Regions from separate parts of the Zea mays genome. Here region 2 is linked to region 1. Evidence: chromatin contacts called from public Hi-C data. All regions are on one chromosome and are shown on one strand. Each heading gives the region's core, a stretch centred on a gene start, on an enhancer-like site or on the middle of the called end of the contact. The rest is flanking DNA. Distances are from core to core; before and after follow the strand shown. Region 1 holds the start of LOC100501077. Region 2 holds the start of LOC103652919 (pentatricopeptide repeat-containing protein At5g06540).

Region 1 (6,835 bases), core at 222-2,721:
TTTGCTGAACTTTATCAAGAGCACTCTTAGTTCTACAAGGCTTCCCCCCAGATTCTTTCTATATTTTCCAAAAACTTTGGATGGGAGAGCCAACCAATTTCAAAATGAAAGACAGATTGTTTATTATCATTCACTGTTTTAGTTAACATGACTGGGGGGCTGTGGTTAGATAATTCCCGAGGGAGCTTTCTAACGTGGACCAAAGGATAAATGACCTCCCACTATTTGCTCGTAAAAATAGGGTTGGGTCATTTTGTGGCTATTTGACCAAATGAAGCCTCCACCAGGCATCTGGATCTCTATCAATTCATACTTATGAATCAAATCATTGAAACGGTCAGAATGCTTATGCATACCACCTTTTTATTTTTTTCATTAGAAATATATGATTAATTGAAACGATTTTTGAAACTTGTACACATTTAAAAAACACAAATGCAATCAGTGTAAATGGAACAACCAACTCTATACTCTATGATTAATTGATTTAATTTAGAAAACAATGTTTATCTAAAGTAAAATTCCAACCATATTATTAAGGCTCTCTTTGGAAGCACCAAGTTTTTAAGAAGCTGGTTTATAGAATTTGAGGTGGTTTCAAACATACCAGTTTATAACTCAGTTTATAGAAATTAGACGCTCAGTTCCTTAAAAACCAAGAAGTTGGTCTCTTCTAGCTAAAAGATAAAATATGGTTCTTAAAAACTGGGTTGCTTTCAAACATAGCCTAAGAGCATCTACAAGAGAGGCTTTAAACATGATCCTATTTTAAATATATGGCTTAAAACAATAAAACATCCTTCTAACAACGACCCTAATTTATAAAATTTCATCAAAGGATTATAAGACTCGTTCTCTCGGATCCTAAATATAGTATCCCATATACTGGAGCCATATCTTCATTTTCACTTATTTTCCAACTATTTATTTTCTAATAATATGATTTATTTGCTAAATAACATTATTTAAAACCTGACTGTTGGAGTAAACATTTTTTTGAACCCTACATATATTCAATATGGTTCTATTTTAAAATTTTCGACTCTATTTTAGGGTTTATTGTTGGAGATGCTCTAAGAGTACACAATAATCTAGAAAAACTGAGAACTCATAGTTTTAATTGTCCTCCATGTGAACACCCAAATTCCAAAAGAAATATGATGCGACGAAAATTCCTATGAAGTGGATCTCGGACTTGAAGTTAAGTTATATTTTTATTTATTTATTTATTTTGCAAAATATACTAATACCTTCGAATGTGGGCCGATCTTATGCCCAAATCTCGAATCCCGAACACCAACTCAGTCCAACCTAGCCCATGGGCCATGTAACACCACCACAGTTGCCTGCTGCGCGGGAAGCCGTTGCCCATTGGCGCCAAAATTTCCCGCCACTCCCGCCTGCCCGCTCCACCACCTCCCCGTCATAACATCCCACACCGCTCCATTTCTCCCGCCCCCGTCTGCCCTCCGCCCCCTAAACCCTAGCCGTTTCCCATAGCCGCTCGCCCCAGCCTCCTCTGCCCAGAGACTTTTCTTTGCGGCCGAAATGGTAAGCGCTCGAGTTCTCCGCCTCGTCCTCCTACCGCGCTTGCGTCGCTGCAAGATCTGATCTCCTCTTGCTGTGGTTTTGTGGCGTTTTCGTCGTGCAGGATGACTCGGAGAACAACGCACCCTCGACGCCGGGGTCCCCCGGGTTCAGCACCGACCGGCTGCCACCCAACACCACCACCAGCCGCGGCGCCACCGACCCGTCATCTTACTCCGACGACGATGGCGAAGCTGAGGTCGATCCTCACGTGCTACCCGATGACGACGACCCCGCCGCTGTAGCGGCTCCCGACGAGGACGAGGAGGGGGAGGACCTCTTCAACGACAACTACCTCGAGTAAGCCAACTCGAATCTGACCCGGCCAACTGGGGCTGGTATTTCGGGGATATGCTGTGGGTTTTGGGGCGGTTCGGTAATTGGGACCAGGGGATCTAGTAGATGCCGTGGGTTGATTAGCAGATGCGATGGTTTTTGGCCTGTGGTTTGGTGAGATATCTGCGGTTCAAGGATTTGTTATGATTTACCTCATAATGTAGGCAAATTGTGGCATTTAGAGAAGAAATGGTCAATTTATTGACTAAATTTGTTAAAAAGTCAACTAATTAGATTGTCCTCGGCGGAATGATATTGTACTTATTAGGTAATTGTAGGAGAGTAGCTAACTGAGAGACTTAACTAATATTTGCTGGATTGATTGAAATGAACTTAAATCTACTATGTTTTATTGAAAACAACCAACTTTTAGTTCTTGGTTGTGCATCCAAATTTGCTAAATTTATCGGTCTGAAGGAAACCCACTTAATCCATCTCGAAATTTGCTAAATTGAAGTGCCTTGCATGACTCTCTGCCCATAAACGCAGATACCCAGGCACACCATCTTCGACGAGAGATTTATCAAGTGGCTCTGCTGCCTTGATACGAATTTATGTTTAACTTACACATTGTTAGTTAACTCAAGTTACTGTATGTTCCCAAAATTGGGAATTTGGACTTGCACACTTTGCTTTGAGGGTCGCTGTTGGAGCTTTTATATGATTGCGATGAATGATCCAATATATCTAGCCAACACAAACCATATCTGCTGACTGTCAGTTTTGTTTTTTTGTTTCCACATTCACTCCTTTTTTCCTGATTGCAGTGATTACCGAAGGATGGATGAGCATGATCAATATGAGTCAGTTGGTTTAGATGATTCACTCGAGGATGAGAGGAATCTTGATGAAATCATGGCTGATCGAAGGGCCGCGGAAGCGGAGCTTGATGCAAGGGAAGTGAGGACTGGTGCAACAGCTGATAGGAAGCTGCCACGAATGCTCCACGATCAGGGTAATGGCTCCAAGACAAGAGATAGTTCCTGTTGGATATTAGAGCAAATATGTTATTTTGAACTTATGTTCTTGATTAAACTACCAAATGAATATTTGATATTGAACTTATGTTGCATCTTTGGGCTCTTGTTCTGTTGTATCTGCTTCTTTAGTGATTGGTTTTGTGCTTGACTAACCACATTCTTCTTTGGTGATTTCAGTGTGGTTAACGCTTTGTAAAAATCTCATTTTTTGAAGACTGCAAGTTATACTGAATATTGAGCTGGATTACCTCCATTTTATCAACTATTTTGTAACAGTAAAAGTATTTTATTGTTCTTCCACATGTAGGAGAACTGTGTCATTTATTTCTGAACTGCAAATGAATTATTTGCTTAGGAACTTATTGATGCTTGTTTGAGTTCATGTTCATATACTTAGCACACTATAGATATTAGCGATCAATCTTAGTTTTGCAGCAGTACTGATCATGCCTGTTTTTTTGTGCAAATTGATAGTTATAGATTCTTGTAAAAAAGGGAAACATGATTGCCTTTGGTGTAAACTTTTGTAACATATATTAGAAGTCCAAGATTTAGATGTCAGTTACTGTGATTTCAAAGCTCTTTCCTTTCATGGTGCAGATACAGATGATGATACGAATTTCAGGCGTCCTAAAAGGCACAGGGCTAGTTTTAGACAACCAAGTGGACCAAGAACACCAAGAAGTGATGATGATGGTGATGGTGCCACTCCTAGTTCACCTGGAAGATCTCATCGTGGAATGTCATCTGGTGGTGATGTGCCTATGACTGATCAGACTGATGATGACCCATATGAGGTATTGTCATATTTATTTAAACTAGGTTATTCAGAACTTGAATTGGTTCTGTAACTACCAATTAACTAGTAAGCCCCATGTTCTGCAGCTCTAAACGACTGTCTATCCTTTAATTGACTATCTTTTTTGGCAGGATGAATTTGATGAAGAAGATGAGATGAACATGTACCGTGTCCAAGGTACATTGAGAGAGTGGGTCACAAGAGATGAAGTCCGTCGCTTTATTGCAAAGAAATTTAAAGAATTTCTTCTGACATATGTTCATCCGAAGAACGATCAAGGAGAGTTTGAGTATGTTCGGCTTATTAATGAGATGGTTTTAGGTATGTCTGCTTCACATTCTCTGGTTGGCATGAAACAAGGTCTTTGCTTCTCTGACCCTTATCTATTTTTTTCGCAGCTAACAAGTGTAGCCTGGAAATAGACTACAAGCAGTTTATTTATATACATCCAAACATTGCCATCTGGTTGGCTGATGCGCCTCAATCGGTGCTTGAAGTTATGGAAGAAGTTGCCAAAAATGTTGTTTTTGATCTTCACAAGAATTATAGGAACATCCACCAAAAGATCTATGTTCGAATATCGAACCTTCCTGTCTATGATCAAATACGCAATATCAGGTAAATGGCACAGTTTACTTTGTATCCTTTAGCTTCATGATCAATTTGATTTGGTCTAATGTCCTACATGCCTTTGTTCAGGCAAATCCATCTGAACACAATGATTCGAATTGGTGGTGTTGTTACCCGACGATCTGGTGTATTCCCTCAGCTGCAGCAGGTGAAGTATGACTGTAACAAATGTGGAACTATCCTGGGCCCTTTCTTCCAAAACTCCTACACTGAGGTGAAAGTTGGATCATGCCCTGAATGTCAATCCAAAGGGCCATTCACAGTCAATGTCGAGCAGGCATGTTACCTTAAACACGTTTTCACAGTACTGTGTTATTGCTATGTGATATCGATATAGTTTTCTGTATGTGGGCTGTATTGTTATCCTAGTAAAATTAATTGTTTCTTCCAATCTTAATACTTGAACTTTTTTCCATGCAGACTATATATAGGAACTACCAGAAACTCACTCTTCAGGAAAGCCCAGGAATTGTTCCTGCTGGAAGGCTTCCCAGATACAAGGAAGTCATACTTCTGAATGATCTGATTGACTGTGCTCGTCCAGGAGAGGAGATTGTAATTTTTCTTCACCTACCATTTGCTTTTCATTTCATATTACTTTTTGAATTAGACTGACATTCAGTGTTGCTGTCTCCAGGAGGTCACTGGGATATACACAAATAATTTTGACCTGTCTTTGAATACAAAGAATGGTTTCCCTGTTTTTGCCACAGTGGTTGAGGCAAACTATGTGGCAAAAAAACAGGATTTGTTTTCTGCATACAAATTAACGGACGAGGACAAAGCAGAGATTGAGAAGTTGTCAAAGGATCCAAGGATTGGAGAAAGGGTTTGTTACTCAACTCTTTAATCTCTTGATGAAAATGTGTTAAGCTAATATACGCTAACTTAAGCACCTAACTCAACAGATTATCAAATCAATTGCACCATCCATTTACGGGCATGAAGATATCAAGACTGCCATTGCACTTGCTATGTTTGGTGGACAAGAGAAGAATGTGAAGGGAAAACATCGCCTGAGAGGCGACATCAATGTCCTCCTCCTGGGTGATCCAGGCACTGCAAAATCACAGTTTCTTAAGTAAGGACTGATTAATCATTTTTCAGTTCCTTGAGGATGTGCCAATAACTTGCCATCTTGCAGGTATGTGGAGAAAACAGGACACAGAGCAGTATATACAACTGGAAAAGGAGCCTCTGCTGTTGGTCTTACTGCTGCAGTTCACAAAGATCCAGTAACACGAGAATGGACACTTGAGGGAGGTGCACTAGTTCTTGCTGATAGGGGCATTTGCCTCATTGATGAGTTTGACAAGATGAATGATCAAGATAGGTATGATATACCATTTGTATTTGGATGTCCTGTGCTATTTAAATTTCTGTATTACCAAAAATGTAATTTTCTTCTGATTGTTTCAGGGTAAGTATTCATGAAGCTATGGAGCAACAGAGTATCAGTATATCAAAAGCAGGAATCGTCACATCTCTTCAAGCTAGATGCAGTGTTATTGCTGCGGCAAACCCAGTAGGGGGAAGGTAACTTCAGTTCCATGCATGCCATGTAGTACCAGTGCATGGTGTTAAGAAAGATACTGAATGCAATCGTCCTTGATCTCACAGGTATGATTCATCAAAGACATTCACTCAGAATGTCGAATTGACGGATCCCATTATTTCACGTTTTGACGTCCTCTGTGTGGTTAAGGTTTGGAGCTGTTATACATGTCTGATATATTTGTTCCATGATCAGTTTTCAATCACTACTGATCTTTAATTTTTAAAAATGCAGGATATTGTCGATCCATTTACAGATGAAATGCTCGCAAGGTTTGTTGTAGATAGTCACGCCAGATCCCAGCCGAAGGGGGCTAACCTTGAAGACAGGGTTTCAACTGATGTGGATGATGATCCACTGGCTGCTGCAAGGCAAGCTGACCCAGATGTATGTATCCTGATACCTATTTCAACCGAAAGGACTTCTTACTCTGTTTCGTGGTTATAACTGAACGTTATGTTGTCAGGTCCTTTCCCAAGACATGCTGAAGAAATACATAACCTATGCTAAGCTGAATGTGTTTCCCAAAATACATGATGCCGATCTAGACAAGATTAGCCATGTTTATGCTGAACTCCGCCGTGAATCCTCTGTATGATATCCTTCCCTTTTTAGCCTTGTATAGGGCTTTGTGCAAACTGAACTTCTGAAGTGACACCTTTGAAAACAATGAAGTACTAAATAGTTTCCAACTACATTTGCAGCATGGCCAAGGGGTTCCTATTGCAGTAAGGCATATAGAGTCAATCATCCGGATGTCGGAGGCACATGCAAGGATGCATCTGAGGAGCTACGTGTCTCAGGAAGATGTTGACATGGCCATCCGTGTCTTGCTTGACTCTTTTATTTCGACTCAGAAGTTCGGTGTGCAGAAAGCACTTCAAAAGGTAAGTTTTGTTGGTGTTGAGCTGTTATTACATCATCCAGTGCTACACAAGTACATGCACT
Region 2 (7,129 bases), core at 1,159-3,658, 320 kb before region 1:
CGGTTGCTGGTGTAAATATTACATTCATGATCATGCAGATGCTAGATCTCCAGTCTAGTAAGCACTGACCCGAACTCTCCAATGTCACCTGGGTATGACTACAAAATGTGATTTTCTGAACTTTGATGTTAATGTTAACAACAGCTAAGCCAAGAACATTTGTGCGAGCCATTTTTATCCAAATGCTCTCAGGTAGGACTGTTATAGTTGATTTTTTTTCTTTATTTTTTGCTCTGGCATGTGAAAGAATGCCATCAGTGTCCAACAACTTGCTCTTGATTTCCTTGACACAGAGGATGAGTGGGCATTTGATCTGCTCTACTGTGTCGCATTTGTTGTGATGGACAAGCAGTGGCTGGACAAGAATGCATCTTACATGGACTTCAATGTACGTTCTGAGAATATGAACATTTCATCCTATGTTTCAACTCAAAGTGCAAATGTTCTACTGATCTCATGCTTGTGGTGCCACTACCAGGAGGTGCTGAAGTCGACACGAGCCCAGCTGGAGAGGGAGCTTATGCTGGACGATGTCATCCGCATCGAAGACATGCCGTCATACAGCCTGCTTTGCTAGTAACCAAAACACCGAATTCGCCGGAGAACAGAACTGAGTTGATGGTTCAACTGTATAGTACCTCCCTTTGTCTGATTTCTGGGAGGATTTTTTTTAGCAACAAAGTAGAGTGATGACGTACTGGTATCATGCTTAATTTGGGCTAATGATGGTGATATGCACATTCTCAGAAGTGTTACAATGTTCTGTACTTGTCTAAGCATTTGTCAGATATCTAATATTGATCATTTGATCCACCCATCATTCTCCTATCTGCATCATCTTTTCTGGGGATTGCCATAAACTTTCATGAGCACAACGGGGAACTAGACCAGCACATTTCCTTGTGGTGGCGATAACTATGGTTGCTCCAGTGACCCATCACCATTAACTGCGCTTGCCCCAGGGATTTTAGAGAGCCTCGCTCCCTTCATCACCTTCCTCAGCTTGTCCACGTCCTGCCACCTACCAGCCTCGGCATACAAGTTGGACAGTACCACATACACTCCATGGTTACTGGGATTTAGTTTCAGCATCTCCACCGCTGCCCGCTCCGCAATCTCAATGACACCGTGGTTCTTGCAGGCCGTCAGGAGTGCTCCCCATATCACGGTGTCCGCCTTGCATGACATCTCCCGTATCATATCCTCCGCTTCCGATAAGAGGCCAGCACGGCCAAGGAGGTCCACCATGCATCCGTAGTGCTGGATTCCTGGAACGATCCCGAAGTCCTTCTCCATGGACCTGAACAGCCGGCGGGCCTCGTCCAGCAGCCCTGGGTGGGAGCACGCCGAGAGTGCCCCGACGAGTGTGGTCGCATTCGGTGGCACACCCTCCCGCTGCATCCGTCTGAAAAAGTCGAGTGCACGCTCACCGTGCCCGAGGTTCGCCAGCCCCGAGATGAGAGGGTTCCATGCAGCCGGCACGCGCCGCTCTGGCAGCCCGTCGAACACTGCCAAGGCCTCCTCAATGGCGCCATTTTTGACGTACATGTCGACCAGCGCCGTGCCGAGGATGGGACCAACTGCCACGCCCCGTGCCACCATTAGGTCGTGCACGTGACGGCCCATCTCGAGCCCGCCCGACGGCGACCGCGCGCACGCAGACAGCACCGAGGCCAGCGCGGCGCCGCAGGGCTCGAAGCCCACGCGGACCATCTGGACGAACGCCGCCATCGCGTCCTCGTGCCTCCCGTTCTGCGCGTACGCGGAGACCATGGTAGTGTACACGGCCGCGTTCCGCTCGGGCACCTCGTCGAACACCCTGCGCGCGGGGCGGAGAAGGCCCGCCACGGAGTAGGCCCGAACGAGGCCATTGGCGACGTAGGCATCGAGGTGGACCCCGTGCCGGACGGCGAGCGCGTGGAGCTGTTCGGTGACGGGGAGAGAGAGCGGAAGGCGCGCGGCGGCCTTCAGGAGGAAGGGGAATGTGTGCCGGCCGGGCACGAGGGCTCCAGTGCCGTGGATGCGGGAGAAGAAGGGGAATGCGGTGGCCGGGTCCGGGGAGGAAGCGAGCACGCGGAGCGTGGTGTTGAACATGAAGGAGTTGGGCGCGCAGGGCAGGGAGGAGAGGAGCGCGAGTGCGGCGGCAGCGGGATCCGGAGAGAGCGCGACGTAGGCGTCCAGGAGCCGGGACGCGGCGAAAGCGTCCTCGGCGAGGCGGCCGGAGACGAGCATGGCGGCGTGCACGCGGGCTAGGGCGCAAGGTGTAGCGCAACGATCGGCGAGGAGTGAGAGGTTCGGGCGGAGGCTGACGCGCGTGCCGATGGCAGCCGCGACGAGCGGCGCCGAAGGCATATTTGGATCGTGTGCCTTCGATGCTCGGTAGATCCGTAGATGGGGAGGTGCCGAGCGGAAAAGGAAGAATGGTAATCAAAAGTCTGTCTAGGTATGTATTTGAGCATCTCTGTCCAACAGCTCCAAAATAGTTTTTTTAAAACTTTATTTTAGAGAAATAGTAGAAAAACCATATTCAATAGCTCTTGTTATGTACTCCTAATTTATTTGGTGCTTCAAACCCATAGCTTAAGCTTCTTGGCACAAATATACACCGAGTTGCCAACGTCTAATCCGGATGGCTTGCGCAGGCGTCGGGGGCACGTATGGGGATTGGGGAGTTCTTCCCCTGTTTTCCAAGGAACAGCGAACAAATCTAGCAAGACTATCAGGAACAGCGAACAAATCCTTTCTTAAAAAAAGTTGGGTTTAAGCATGGATTTATATTACCATCTCCCTGTCAAATAGATAAAAAAAGGGACCATTCTCAAACAACTCCTTAAATATCTCCCAAGCCAAATATTGGACTTGGCTGTAAAGCCTGGAATATAGTCTCTAGGACTCTAGTCATTTAAGAAATAATAAAAGAGTCATTTTGATTATGTGACTTATTATTGAGACATATTTCCTTTTTAGATAAATATCAAATAAACACGTGAACTTATGCATCATGCTACAATTTCTTTGTTTGTGCATCAAACTCAAACTTATATTTAAAACAAATCTAGCTTCAAATTGAAATTTGAGATCTGAGAATATGGGAGCAAAAGAATTAAAGAATGGAAAGAAAAAAATAATACTATTTCAAACCGTAGAAGTATTATTCATATTAGGATTTTATTGGATATTTGGAAGGTTGAAGTTCAAAACAGGAATTTAAATTTAGTTTGAATCCTTGAATTTGAAAATAGAAAAAGACAAGAAAAGAAGAAAACAAAAGAGAAGACAACCGCCTACGAAAAGGGTTGGGGTTTACCTTTCACGCCGCAGACCCAGGGCGCGCGCTGTCCCGGGGGAGGGGCCCGCTAGTCCGTCACCGTCCCTCACAACATCGCGGCACCGACATGTGGGACCAAAGACCAACCACACCGAAGCAACAACGTGCCCCCGCGTCAGTCCTGTGGCTGATATCACCGGACCACTGGTCAGTCACCCATCGCAGGTGAGGCGCGCCCGTGCCAAGTACTGCATGTCGGGCCCACTGCTCAGCCATTCAGTACAGCACCCGTGCCATACTCGCTGCCAAGTGGACCACCGGGCTCTTATGCATCTTTTATCTCGCGGCTTCCCTCTATAACAACCCGCCGCCAATCTCGCCGCCAGCGGGGAGTTAGCTGGCGCCCCAACTGTCTCACCTCGTCCATATATGGAGTCGTGTATCGTCGACCTCCCCCTTCCCCATCCATCTGTGCTAGGAATCCATGCACCACCGGCCATTGCTGAGAGAAACCAAGAGAGGGTGTGGGTGCGGCCCGATTCAAATTAGTGAGCTCGTCGTCGTGTCCTCGGAATCATGCCTAGGTGTTTCACCGTGCCTCGAGGATAGTGTCTGTGGCCTCGCTGCGGTGGATTGGTGACCAAGGGCCTCAGAATTTGTTGTCGGGGCACAAGCTCCACCATGTGTCCGCCGTGCACCGTGGCCGGGAGTCACTGCCACGCTGCCGTCGTCACCTCCTTTTCTTCGCATAGCACCGAACAGGGATCGAATTAGGTTGTCGAGTTGGGAATCAGGGTTGCTTCGGCGAACCTCCGTCGTGCACGTTGGGGGCGGCGCCGCCCTGTTCGTCCGATAGTGTTGCGGGTCCGTGCGCCGTCGGATCCAACGTCGATGGCCCGGATTAGAAGTAGGATACCAGTTCGGGGGGAAGGCATCTGGAGCGTTGATGATAGATCAGGCGAACCACGTCGGTTTGATCAACATAAAATCCGGGTCGTGCATACATTATCTTAGGGTTCCTATTGAAGACCGATTCATTATAATGATAATTTAATCCTGACCGTAGATCCAAGATCCATCGGCTCCAGTGCAAGGATACCCCTTCGTCGATCCCATTTTGTAAAAGAGCCCTACCCTTTTTACATATCAACCCGTCGTCCCCCTCTATGTTGAAAACATAGCAGATATGTCCTGATTTTAACAATCTAAACCCTGAACTATTAGAAAATCCTAGCCACAACCCAGAAGTTAAATAAATTGAGTAAATTAATATAGAAAATGATTTCTAGTATACAAATAATTCTATAATCTTGTTTAATTCATAAGTAATTCATTTTAACTCCTTTTTCATCAATTCCAATTGCATTAAATTCATATGTTTATCATGTAGTAACCTTATTTTTTTATGAAACATATGGCGACAGCCTATCCTGTCAAAGGGACACGAAAGTTTCGTCATCCTATACGAGGTGGTGGTTGAGGCTGGTCACGAGATCAAAAGGGGGGCCGAGCCCACGAATCTTGTGCCTGAGGCGAGGCGTGGCCTCACGAGGGTCCAGTCAGACCCTAATGAGGCGCCATTACCAGAAAGTGGCATTGAACGCTCTTTGTTGAGGGCCTCATCAGAGGGTAAGATTCATGTACTTCCCTCTTCGCTTTCTTGACTTTCCGAATTTCGGCGATCCTCATGGGATTTTTTGTTTCACTAGGAGAGGTGATAGGAGAGCTTTCACACGCGGAAGACTATTTGTAGGCTTTTGACACTAAGCACTCCAGTCTGTGTGCGGCCATTGATCTCAAACTCGATCGTTTTGGGATTTCACAATCAAAGGATTTGTTCGCCCTGACCTCCTTGATGGCGCTCATCGCTAGCCGCATTCGGGAACTAGAGGCTAATGCGTTCTGGCTCGGGGTTCACCACGCACTGGTCACGACTGGGTCTCATCTTGACGACTCGATCAAGCGGGATCGAGAATGCCTCTGTCATGCTAATGGATGGTGAGATAACAATACCCGAAGACCTGGAAGCATCGATTGAACCCTTCGCCTAGCACTGAGTAGAGAGTTGTATTTCACGTTTCCTAATAATAAATAACTAGGATTAATTTTTTTCCAAAGAATTTGTAAGAATGGGAATAAATTAATGATTGATGTTAGGGTTTCATGCGCCTTTTCCTGCTTCGTCCTTGTTAGCATTCGTCCACTTGGGGGTAGGTATCTATGACTTCAGGACCCAAAATTCCACTGGCGTCCATAATTATAGCTTTCGAGGCGTAAGCGTTCATAGTCTTGACCAGCTTCCTTAGTGGCCCCCTCCATTCACGCCACTTGTCCCTTAGGTCCGTTCTAATAAGGATGAGGGTAGGGTCGACCTACATGTCTCCCATCCTTAGGGTCCATTTGCAGGGACTCTAGGTTACGTTGTCCTTGGCCCCCTCCCCGTTGAGGGTTCGGTAGGAGGGAGGCACGATGCAGCAACGCATTTCGTTGGGCACCCTTTCAAAGTAAAATAAGAAGGTTCCAAACGATTAGTTTTGAAAGGCAAGAGTAATGTCGCTGGTTTGTCGGTGGGGGTTCCCGCACATCACTCCGTTGACTCCTCCGTATTTGCCTTGCTCCTCCGGTGTCCTCAGCGTCGTGCCGCCTACCCTGTGAGTTATAGAGAGGAGGCGAGAAAAGGAAAGGAAGAGAGAGAGGTCGATAGAGAGATTGAGTCGGGCCTAGGTTGGGGTCCACCCCCTTTTTCCTATGTCCGACACTAGGAACAATTTTAAATCTCTTTTTATTGACAAACGCTGAGGAAATACAAGCGGGATGTGAACCCGTTCCGACCGGGAACTACGGGGGGGGGGGGGGGGGGGTTCCTTAGGGTCTTGCCTCATGTAGCACCCTAGTTTGCTAGTGTCACCGACAACGCATGTCCTTCTAGGGGGGACATGGGTCGCGAGGATAAGGTGTCCTTCATTTTCCTCATCGTTGGGAGGTCTGTCCTCACTGCTTGTTGGGGAGACAAGGTCCGAGCCTGAGCCTGAGCAAAGGGCATCAAAAATGAGGTATCCACCACCTTCGACTATCCCGACAAACTCCAAGTCATCGGTAGTTGGGAGGTGGCTCTGGGCCACGATCACCCCCGGAGCATGGCACTAGTGAGGTGGAAACGTGTGAGGGCTGCTACTAGAGTCATCATGGCAAGGCAACCTTTCCTCGTCATACCATGTGAAAAGATCCACGTAGGATGAGAAGAAGGCTCGCAGATCGTCATATGACAGGTCAGGGCCCATATGGGTTGCAATGTGTCGCCTTATTTTGTAGGCCTTGGAGGGCAAGGACAATCCCTGCTCTGTACCTTGCCCCTGTAGGGTAAGGTTGAGGCCGCCGAGTGCTTCCACAACGATGTTCGGGTTTTTGGGCGGTGAAGGTCAGGTGGGTGACGCTTGGACCATCTCGTCATCTTTGTCGATGATGAAGTCGAGGCTCCTGAAGCGATCAATCACTCTGAGAGTGAGAACGGCATGGGGGTCACCGCAGGACCACGTCATAGCGTTGAGACTCCTAGGATGAAGGGGTCAGGCTTCCAGGGCCTTGACCCTTTCCCCTTCATCGTAGAAGACGAAGTTAAGGTTCCCAGAGTAGATTGTCGTTTAGAGGAACCGATCGGCGTCGCGGCGGCCATCTGGAGCCTGAAGAGTTCGTCGAGAACGCACAGGACCCCTACCTGGCGCACCAACTGTCGGTGTTTCAAACCTCTGCTCTAACAAGTAAATTTCTATGTGCTGGTTCTATGCTTCGATTGGTGTGCTCGGTGGGTGCAACGTTTATAGTGGTTCGGACAGAACGTCCCTACATCCAGTCTTTGGTGGC

Evidence for each region. A called contact is a pair of places that touch in the nucleus more often than the background predicts.
Region 2: a Hi-C map of leaf shows a contact between it and region 1, with 5 times the contacts expected there. The contact joins the promoter of LOC103652919 here to the promoter of LOC100501077 in region 1. A contact is called at or near these places in 2 of 25 Hi-C or Micro-C datasets (leaf and tassel).

The regions. Positions count from the first base shown.
Region 1 is chr4:20,275,292-20,282,126 of Zm-B73-REFERENCE-NAM-5.0, reverse strand. LOC100501077 reads left to right here and starts at 1,471. Exons shown (of 17, transcript NM_001322403.1): 1 at 1,471-1,551; 2 at 1,652-1,887; 3 at 2,691-2,878; 4 at 3,504-3,700; 5 at 3,834-4,023; 6 at 4,101-4,320; 7 at 4,402-4,609; 8 at 4,753-4,887; 9 at 4,970-5,161; 10 at 5,241-5,413; 11 at 5,477-5,665; 12 at 5,752-5,868; 13 at 5,953-6,037; 14 at 6,122-6,274; 2 more. The coding sequence starts at 1,549.
Region 2 is chr4:20,593,333-20,600,461 of Zm-B73-REFERENCE-NAM-5.0, reverse strand. It overlaps LOC103652919 (pentatricopeptide repeat-containing protein At5g06540), which reads right to left and starts at 2,408. Exons shown (of 1, transcript XM_008679912.2): 1 at 225-2,408. The coding sequence starts at 2,352. The coding sequence ends at 916. LOC100217198 (ELMO/CED-12 family protein) reads left to right here. Exons shown (of 8, transcript NM_001143557.1): 5 at 1-57; 6 at 145-192; 7 at 294-388; 8 at 479-733. The coding sequence ends at 577.